3 separate regions of the Sus scrofa genome follow, and regions 1 and 2 are each linked to region 3. The links are chromatin contacts, called in public Hi-C and promoter capture Hi-C maps. All regions are on one chromosome and are shown on one strand. The core of a region is the stretch at or near the end of the contact, and the rest is flanking DNA. Distances in the headings are between cores, read along the strand shown.

The links. Promoter capture Hi-C pulls out the DNA fragments that hold promoters and counts their contacts. A called contact is a pair of places that touch in the nucleus more often than the background predicts.
Region 1: a promoter capture Hi-C map of liver shows a contact between it and region 3, with 5 times the contacts expected there. The contact joins the promoter of CXXC1 here to the promoter of DYM in region 3. A contact is called at or near these places in 2 of 5 promoter capture datasets (fetal skeletal muscle and liver) and 1 of 2 datasets of contacts at active chromatin or transcription factors (alveolar macrophages).
Region 2: a contact with region 3 is called in a Hi-C map of liver, with 5 times the contacts expected there. The contact joins the promoter of CTIF here to the promoter of DYM in region 3. A contact is called at or near these places in 3 of 47 Hi-C or Micro-C datasets (heart right ventricle, liver and skeletal muscle).

The regions. Positions count from the first base shown.
Region 1 is chr1:99,938,436-99,941,573 of Sscrofa11.1, forward strand. It overlaps CXXC1 (CXXC-type zinc finger protein 1), which reads right to left and starts at 1,690. Exons shown (of 15, transcript XM_003121437.4): 1 at 1,455-1,690; 2 at 538-656; 3 at 333-433; 4 at 1-21. The coding sequence starts at 1,457.
Region 2 is chr1:98,131,902-98,135,326 of Sscrofa11.1, forward strand. It overlaps CTIF (CBP80/20-dependent translation initiation factor), which reads left to right and starts at 1,412. Exons shown (of 12, transcript XM_013992850.2): 1 at 1,412-1,713. It overlaps LOC106508955 (a long non-coding RNA gene), which reads right to left and starts at 1,440. Exons shown (of 3, transcript XR_001306118.2): 1 at 1,355-1,440; 2 at 542-634.
Region 3 is chr1:99,022,639-99,026,070 of Sscrofa11.1, forward strand. It overlaps DYM (dymeclin), which reads right to left and starts at 2,026. Exons shown (of 17, transcript XM_021092922.1): 1 at 1,724-2,026.

The DNA.
Region 1 (3,138 bases), core at 440-2,939, 920 kb after region 3:
TCTCCAGCTTGGGATCCTTCTCTGTGGGACAGAGGATACAGCCAGCATGTGTTGGCACTGGGAGATATGGATGGTCCCAGAAGTCTTTCTTCCCCTTCTCTCCTCTTCTGTCCCACCCACCTGCTCTGTCTTCATACCCCCAGAAGAGCTGCCCCTGCCAGTGGGACTTTCTATCACAGCTCACAATGAAGCCTCCGTTCCAGCTCAGCACAACCAATAATCACTCTGTCCCCAGACACATATCACCGCTCCCCAGGACTCACCTTCCCATAAAGGCTCCTCCTCCTCCCTCGAAGCCCCACTTGCCTGCCCTGTCCATTCCACTCCCTCACCTCGGCACTCGCGACAATACCACTCCCGGATGGCCTTGGCCATCTTCTCAGTGATCCGGATGCAGTCCCCATGAAACCACTCATTGCAGTTGTCACACCCGCTGCAGAAAACAGGGTGAGTGATGGAGATGTGAGGGGTCCTGCCCCATCGGCCTCCCCGCAACCTGGCCAGGTGTCAATCCTGCCCACCTCTCCCCCAGCTCACATCATGAAGCAGTTGATGTCTGGTTTGCGGCAGATGCAGTAGATGGGCGCATTCTCCCCATTCTCTGACTTGCTGTCCTCCCCAGCATCTGGAGGTTCTGGGTCTGAAGCATCCCCCTCCTGTGGGATATCCCCACCATGGCTTCTTAGAGAACCCCCATCATGGCACCTCATCCCTCCAGTACAGTTCCATCAAGGTTCACCACAGACCCCAACACTCTGCCAATAGTCTCATCATGGCTCCTCATCAACCTCTCCACCATAGTCCCCACAGATCACCCCCATGACTCACTTCTGACACCCACTACTCTGCCCCAGACTTCCAATCACTCATCCCACTGATAGCCCATTACTCCACTCTCCCACTCTTGACGGCTAGTTACAAACAACCTACCACTCACCATATTTTGCCCTCCGACATGGCTCCCCACAAATCCCCACCACAGGGTCTCACAGACACCATATGATTTATTCCTCAGCCTTCCCACCTGGGTTCCCCTCAGATGCCCGGTTATTAACCTCGGAGACAGCCCCGCCCCCTGGGTCCCTCCACACGGACTCACACTGCTCACTCCAGACTGCCCAAGACAACTCTTCGCAAGCTTATCATCACTCCGCACAAAGAATCCCCCATCCGGACCCCCAAGGAACTACCACCACGGATCCCCCCTAAACTTCCATTACGGACCCTCATCACAGAACTCCCATGTGGCTTACGCATAAATAAAAAATCTGACCATCAGCCCCCCATCATTCTACCCACAGACTCCTGTTAAGGCTTACCACGGGCCCCCTCCATTCTGCCCAGAGACTCTTCTTACGGTTCACCAAAGACCCCCTATGCGTTTGCCCATGGAACCCGCCGCTTCCAACCCCACTGACCTCGACCGCCGACCCATCCTGGGACCTCGCACTCACCATTTCTCCGCTCCTGGCGAAGCCCCTCACAAACCCCGCCAGAGACCCGCGAACCTACACAGACCGCTCGGCGGCGTCCGCGGCCGTTGCAAAGGCGCCCACAAGCACTTCCGCTTTTAGACGCGCCTCCCAAGCAAGGTACTCCTATTGCGCAGGCCCAGTGCGTCCGCTCCGCGACAAACAAGCAAGTAGCACGCCTAAAAGCCCGGACTGTCTCTCAGGCGCCGCCATCTTGACTACTGAGACCGTACGGTGGCCGCGTCCATAAGTTCGCAAGCAACATGGCCACGCCTATATTTCGCTCTACCGAGGGCGCCGCCACCTTGTCTGCGGGTCCTGTCCGTACAGGACTGTTTGTACGGCCCAGACGTTTAGGCAATATGGTCGCGCCTACTGAGCGATTTCCAAGCAGACGCCGTCATCTTGAAATCCGATTCCGTAAGGTGGCAGAGTCCCTCCGTTCATAGGCAACACATGGCAGCGTCCTAAACGGCTTCTGAGAGGGCGCCGCCATCTTGGCGGTCGATTACGATGCCAGCAGCTGGTACTGTCTAGATGTTCGCAGGCGAAGGGGCAGCTTTGGCAACGTTACCCGATTGAGACGCTCTTATTCAGTCATTTTTCCCTTCCACATGTATTTTAATAATGGGCTCCAGGCATGCTGTGCTTTGCTTTGGGAAGGAAATCAGTCCTGTTGTTACGCCTCCCATATCACCTCTGATGGAAGAAAATTTCGCATATTGGGGACTAATGAAGCCAGCCGGGCTTATACCTGATTTGTCCTGAACTTTATGTGAACTAGAACAGTCAAACATACCTTGTATTTTGCTTTAACCATTATATAAAGAATGTCCACTTTTACAGTAGGGAGAAATGCCTCCCTTCCTATGACACCAATGCTAGATCTTCTTGGAGATTAAAGTACCTGTTCCAGATGTCAAGGTAACGCTCGCTGTCTGTCTATATGCTAATTTGTAACTAGGGTCTGTTGAAACCTTGAAGAAAGGTACCCCTGTCGTGTTTGATGTATTCTCTTTGTTCTGACAGGGTATGAAACTGTGCTGAAAACCATGCTTCTCTGGAGCCCTTACTTCCTTGGTGGAGGCTGCACTCCTGCCCCAGTCCGCAGCTTGGCTCAAATAAAACTCTCTTCAGCGTTCCCTGCTGGCTCAGAGGGTTAAGGATCTGGTGTTGTCACAGCAGCTGCCCTGAGTCGCTGTAGCGGCACAGATTCACTCCCTGGCCAGGGAACTTCCACGTGCCACAATCATAACAACAGCTCTTCTGTTCCTTAGTATAGTTTATTGATTATCTCTGTTGACTCTTCCCACCACTCTTTCCAGCTGTCACTCCTCCTATCAGATGTTAGCCAGGCTTAGCAAGATTAAGCCTCTGGGCCTCTGCAGCAGCCCTCATCCCTCAGAATTAGTCCAGAGAAACCACAGACTGGCAGTAAATGATGATGACCTGACCATGTGTGGTGAGAATGGATGGACCAAAAATTTTAAAGGCTTCATCAAGTCTTCCCCTGACCCTGTGTGACCAGACACAATGAGTTTGTCACTTGGGGTGCTTCACTGATGAACACACCAAGAACTTTCAGTTAAACCGGAAGCATTTATTTCTTATTACTTATGACAAGTAAGGAGACAGGAGATAGCCCTCAAAGCTCTGTCTCCATGGG
Region 2 (3,425 bases), core at 162-2,661, 890 kb before region 3:
TGCTGCCTTCCTCTAGAAGGGAGAAGATGACCTCCCTCCATGCCCTTTGATGCAAGAGTCAAATGAGCTGCTCTACTGGATGTGACTGGATGTTGCTTTGCTTGCCTTTGATGGCTTGGTGCATTCTGAGCCTGGAGCCAAGAACACATGCTCTCCACTCTCAAAGAAATCCCACCATTTCTTCAAAGGCCCACGGCAAACCCCATCTCTGGCAAAAAGCCATCCTAGGCTCCTTTTGCCCTCTAGACCCACCCTTCATCCCTGAGCCTCCTTTTGGGGTCCCTGCCCTCTTCTGCCCTGCCAAACTGCTGGGACTTGCATAATTTGCTCTCTTATCTCTCATACGGAGACTTTATACCCTGTAGCCTTAGTCAGAGGCCTACCGCATCCTTTGCCTTGTTAAAAATTTTAGTATTTTTAGCTACAGTACTACTTACTTCTTCCAGGAAGACTTCCTTGACCCTCTCCCACCTGCAGCCACCCTCCATCCTGAGAGATACCTGGCACTTTATGCTTATTCTCATGTTAAGTGTTGACTTACTCTACTTTCCTTGTCTGTGGTCCTTAACCAGATGTTGAGCTCCTTAAGGGCAGGAATCGAGGCTCTGTCTTGGCAGTCCCAGAACTATCCCATCTGTGAAAAATACCCACCAAATGTTACATGACGTAGTACATGATTTTCTTTGATTATATTGTCACACAGTTCCTCCCCCGAGTTTATAATCCCCTTGCCTGGAGGGTGTGCAGCATCATATGTTTCTCTAGAAGGCTCAGTGCCTAGCACCTAGTAGGTACTTGGAAAACACTGGTGATTTGGTTAAGTGATTACTGAATTATCCATTGCATTGAATTCTCCCTGCTTTAGCCCTTGCCATGGCCAATGGAAAATTAATTGGTTGCAAAGTGCATATCTAATTACAACATCCCACCCCTGCCACTGAGATGTTCAAATGTTAATTATAACATATGCATCTCAATAACAGACGTTAGCATTTAATACAGCGTTAATAACTACACTTGGGCAGCCCAATGCGTACACAAAGCTCCCTTTTATCTGCCATTAGTACGGACTTAGCACTTAAAGTAAGGAAGTCCACATCCTTAAAACTGGTCTGGTCCCTAAAACCCAATGTTATCCTGCAAGCCTGGACCGCGCCTAAGCCCCCAGTTCTCCCCACGCAGAGGTTCCCATCCAAGGCCGTGCCAAGGTCGTGAGGGGAGCCGGGTTTGGTCGGCCGGTTTTGGGGTGGCTAGACTGGGCTATCTAGGCTGCTCAGGCGGCATCCCCGGCTTCCCCGCGGCGTCCCGCTCTCCAGGGCCCGCCATCCCGGGAAAGAAAGGAGAACTACATTACCCAGCAGGCCTCCCGCCGCCCTCTTTCCTTTCGAGTCTTTGCACGTGGCCGGAGGGGAGGGCGGGGACTGGACGTCACTCTTCAACATTCTCTTTCCCTGTGTCAGAGCAGGGATCATTTTTTTTCCTTCCTTTACTCCCTCCCCCCTACCCGCCCCTCCCTCCCTCTTTCCCTTCCCTCCCTCCCTCCCCTCTCTGCTGGGTTGGTGCGCTGGGGCGCCGGAGCCCCTCCGCTGCCCGGACGCACGGAACTCGAGGCAGGAGTAGGCTCTCCCGAGCCTGCTCCCTCCCTTCTCCTTCCCTGCCCCCTTCCCCCACCCCCCGGCTCGGGCTCGGAGCGGCGGCCAGAGGAACCCCGAGGTGAGCATCCCCCTGCCCGCCCCCCTCTTTTAGTCATCTCCGCTTGCGGGTCGATTCGGGGACCCGAGAGGACGGCTGCGTGACGTGCGCGTGCTTATAGATAAATCCGGGAAAACCGCCCCAAACAATTCGCCCCCTTCCCCCCTCCCTGAGTCCGGGGCGGCCAGGCGTCCGCGCCCATCCGTGGTCCCCGCCTCTGTAGAGGACCGCACTACGCGGTCTCGCCCCCTCCTCAGGTTTGCTGCTTCTCCGCAGGGTTCCCCGCCGGTAGGGGAGCCGAAGCCCTGGAGCTCCTGTGAGGAGGGGGGTTCTTGGCGGGGGGGCGCTCGGCTGGAGCTCGGCTCGCGTTGGAGCCGCGCGTTGTAGCCGCTGTCATGTGCCGGATTCCGACCCGTGGGGGGGGGAGGAAGAGAGCGAGCGTGATTCCTCTCCCTTTTGTTTTGAAGCCCGCATTTGCTGCATCAAGCAGTTGGTTTAGTAGCGGCCAAACTTGCAGCTGTTTTGACCGCGCTCCGCTGAGGTAGGGAGCGCAGCTCCGGGTGGCGGCTCCCGGCCGGAGGCTGCTGCGCTCGCGGCTCCCGGAGGGACCCGGAGAGAATGTCTCCTCGCTGCCCCTCCCTCCTTCGGTGACTGATTGTGTCAGTGGCAGCGGCCGCGTGTGAATGTGTGTGCGCGCCCGTCCCCGCGGGCGCGGGGATGTCTGTCGTCTAGACAGGCTGCTCCCTCCCTCCGTCCCTGGTGAGCCCGCGGGCCGCGGGGGGCGTGGGGGATGGGAGCAGAGGAGGAAACTGGATCGGTGGATCCATTGCAGTCGCAGCTTTGGACATTCCCCGCAGCGGTGATTGTGTTGGCTTATTTATTATTATTCTTGTCGCCGCTGTGTATCTGGGCCTAGGGAATAGATCCATCGGCGGAGCAGGGGTTAAGTTGACAGGCTCTGAAAAACCAGCTCGCGGTGGAGCTGGTGACCCAAGCCGGAGCGGAGTGGGCTCCAGCTCGGGTTCTTCAGCGAGCAGGTGACTGTCCTGAACACCGGCTTGGGGCGGGGGGGGAGGGTGCGGTGGCTGGTCTGCTGCTGCGGTCTGGTGCTCCTTAGGGCCGCGTACCCGAGCCTGGGGGCACCTGGGGGAGGCGTCCCGGGAACCGCGCATCTGAGTTGGGTACGTCTCTCCATTGACATTAAATGACACTCCGGGGTCTGAGCCCCTCATCTGGGCGGTGTTGGCTCTTCGGTTTCGTGGAGTTTTCAGGGTTGGGGTCGGGGGACAGATGTGAGCAGAGAGGGAGGTGCGGCGTGTAAAGGGAGGGATGGTTGGCGGCGCGGTGTGCATCCCCATCCCGGAGAGTGAGGCGTCGCCTCCCCCGCCCAGCTGTTTGTGTGTGTACACACCGCTCCGGCTTGGGGCGGGGGCGGGGACTGCAGAGAGCGGCGTAGTGGGGACGCGAGTGGGCCCCGATACCCCACGGGGATCGGTCCCGCCAGGGCTCGTCGTCTTGTGTCTGTTCGCGCTCGCGCCGGGGGTTACTTGGAGAGGGGGGCGTGCGGCTGGGGGCCCGGGGAGACCCTGGAGTTGCGTGTACGCGGAGTCAGTGAGGGAGTCCCTGGCCAGAGAGGTGCGACGGTCTCTCCCTTCGCAGCCCGGAAGTCCCCCTGACCCGGCGAGCTGACTGCCTACTCCGAGTCGCTGGGGACTGGTCTGGTGGGGCCTGGA
Region 3 (3,432 bases), core at 776-3,275:
CCCTTTATATCAAATGAGTACCACATTTTTTTAAAAAGTACTTCTACATATTAAGATCTTATTAATTTTTTAGGTGCGATCATTATATTTCGGGTATATTAAAAAGAGGATGACTCAGAATTCCCTGGTGGTGCGGCTAGTTTAGGGTCTGGCGTCACTGCAGCAACTTGGGTTGCTGCTATGGCACAGGTTCCATCTCTGATCCAGGAACTTCCCCAGGCTGTGGGCGTGGCAGAAAAGAAAAAGAGAGGGACTCAATCTTCTATAGACAATATACGCAAATATTTACAAATGAAATGGAGTGAGAATAGGACTGGGTGGAGCCATAGACGAAACTAAATTAACCCGAGTTACTGTTAGAGCTGGAGAAGGTACAAAGGGGTTTACCATATGACCCCATTGTGTGAAATTTTCCATATTTATAAAGTACAAAAACAAAGTCCTTGGCCTATCATACTAATATAGATTTTTTAGTGTATTTAACAATTGAAACACCTTCTTGTAACCTTGTCCGACCTCAATGGTCTGCCACTTAAGCCAAGTGCATCAATTATTCTCTAATCTCCACTCATTTTTCCCTATTTACTAACCTGATGAGTTTCAGGAAGTCACCTAACCATTAAAAGACTGTTTCTTCATCTGCAGGATGAGAATTTACAATTCCCCAGGCCAAGTTGTGGAGACAATTATCTAAGATAAACACTACAAAGCAGAGTCAGCATTCTAGAAATCTACATTATTCATAAATTTCATATGCTCAGCAGCAATCAATCACTTATTCCTATAGATCCTCTTCAATTCCACAGCCAGTTCCTCTCTTGAGCCTTCAATTCATCTGCCCCAAGGGCAGGGTCCCTCTCCACTGCCCTCAAACCCCAGTATCTTTCAGTACAGCACCTTACCTCTTCTCATTACAGGATCCCACCCAATCTGCCCCCAAGTCTATCCTGGATACTACCTTGCTGACCCTATTACAATCCTCTCACAGCTTCTCTACATTTCAGTACTTTCATCTTATCAGCTTTATTCACCCACTACTGTGCCCAGTTCCCAAACACCTGGGCTAACTTCCCTCCCTCTCACCTTTCTGTTGAAACACAATTGCTAGTTGTCAGGGAGTGGAGGAGAGGAGAATATGGAGGGACTGCTAATGGGTACGGGTTTCTTTTTTTGGATGATGAAAATGTTCTGAAATTAGATAGTTGAACAGCCCTGTAAATATGCTTAAAAAAAAAAAAAAAAACACTGAGTTACACTTTAACTATACTTTTAAAGGATGAATTTTATGGTATGTAAATTACCATTAAAATGTGTATGTCAAAAAAAAAAAAAAAAACTGCTCGCCCTGCCCATCACACGCCCATTTGTCACTTCAACCCCATCTCCCAAAGCATCGACTTGATCTTTGGTAACCCCCCTCCCCAACTCCTAGCCCCAGACTCGGACAGAGGCCCCTCTCACTCTGATTAACACACCCCCTCACTTCTGGACTCGAAGTGCCAGAACTGAACCTAGAATTGGGGGAAGGGGAGTTATGGGCAGCTCTCGCGGCTCAGGCACAGCCCTCCAGGGTGTCTCCGTTCCCCAACCCCCGGCAGAAGGACCCTTCTCCCCTGCCCTTCCCGGAGATGGAAAGGGTGTCCCCAAACCTGCTCTGGCAAGGGGTGCAGGCCCCAGTTGGGGCTTCCAGGGCCGCGTTGCCAGGGGCGGCGCCACAGCCCACCTGTCCCAGCCAACGGGGAGATCGGCTTCCAGCTCACAGACAGACAAGTGGGTGGCAGAAGGGACAGGACAAGCTTCGGTCGCCGCCGCAGCCGGGGTGGCGCACGGTGGTTCAGGCCTCCATGTTTCCACGTCTCCGCGGCTCCGGCTCTGGCCCTGGCTCCGGATCCTGCTACGGCTCCGCTCCCGCCCGAGCAGCGTCAGTGCGGAGGCCCAGAGGCGGGGAAAGAAGTGGGAAGCAGCCGAGAACGCCTCTGGGGACCGAAGGGCCCGGCGCGCTCCAGCTAGCGGTCACGTGGTGCGCGGCGTGTGGACTTCTGGGAAATGTAGTCCTTTGGGCGTTACGCGTTTTTCCACACTCCCGAGCCTCCAGGGCAACGGCAAAGCCGCGCGGCAAAATCAGAAGACACCGAAGCTTCTAACCCTCCTACTGGAGTCCTGGTTTACCTTGCAGCTCTTGTTCTGGTGGCCTAACTTTATTACGGTCCCTGTTCATTCCAACCCAATCATCACACTAAAGTCCAGGAATTCCTTGGAGAGCTTTGACGAGTGGGGAAATAGGAAAGTAATGTTTGACAGAGACAGAGTAGCAGGTCTAGAACTGCCTGCAGTACTGTCAGAAAGAACATGTCCAACAGGAAAGGGTCAATATGGTGCAGTACCAGAAGTTTAGAATTTGAGGTCAAGTGAGCTGAGGTTATCAGATTGACGTCCTTAAGCCCTTGCTTCACCTCTCCGGCTGGTTTCCTCATCTAAAATACATACAGGATCATGGTGATACTTCCCATGACATCGACGATGTCAGCAGTAACGCACATTATGGGTTGTTTTGTATGTGCTATACGCTATTACTTTACTTAAATAATGCTATGGAATAAATGTCACTGTAATTTCCATTATATAGTCAGTATGTGCCAAAATACTCTGAAAAGTGCTATAGAGATCTTACATATACTTTTCCAGCTTCTATTGCCAGAAAATTCGTTGAACTTGGCAGAATTATTGAAGGAAAATATACTCAAATACAAAGTACCTGGGAGCCTAGCCGAAAAGAGGTGGGCACTGCTACGAAGTGGTTGTAAACAATGCTGTGAATAATGTGTTGGTGACAGATTAAGTGGAAACAGTATGTATAGTATCTGATTTTCACATATGAATTATGTTTATAATACCCTTTATAACTGTGGGGGTGGGTGCTAAAAGGATATTAGCAATTATTATCTTTGGGGAATGAGATCACGCATGATTAAAAGTCTTTTCCTATGTGTTTTCTAATTCTTATGCAAAAAAAGATTAATTATATGTATAATTTTATTTTTAAATCACTATAGCAAAAAGAGGCACCAAAACCAACCTCAAAGTACTTTATAATTTTGCCTGTACAAAAATTACACAGTCTACCTACCCCAAAATGACCTAGCAACAATTGTAAGCATCTTTTCAGAACTAGCTTTATAGACCAAGAAACAGCTTGTTCTATTTCGAGGCAATCCTGTTTGTGAAATTTAACATCCCCTCCCATTTGTATTTTTTGCAGAGCTTGAAATAAAAAGCTGCACTAGAAACCAGTGTGCCCAGGCAAATGTCATAATGTTGCTAAGCAAATGCCATAAATCAGAGAGTAAGATTTTTTCTTTTGTCTTTTTTAGGGCCACACCTGCAGCAAATGTAAGTTCCCAGGCTAGGGGTTGAATTGGAACTGTAGCCTCG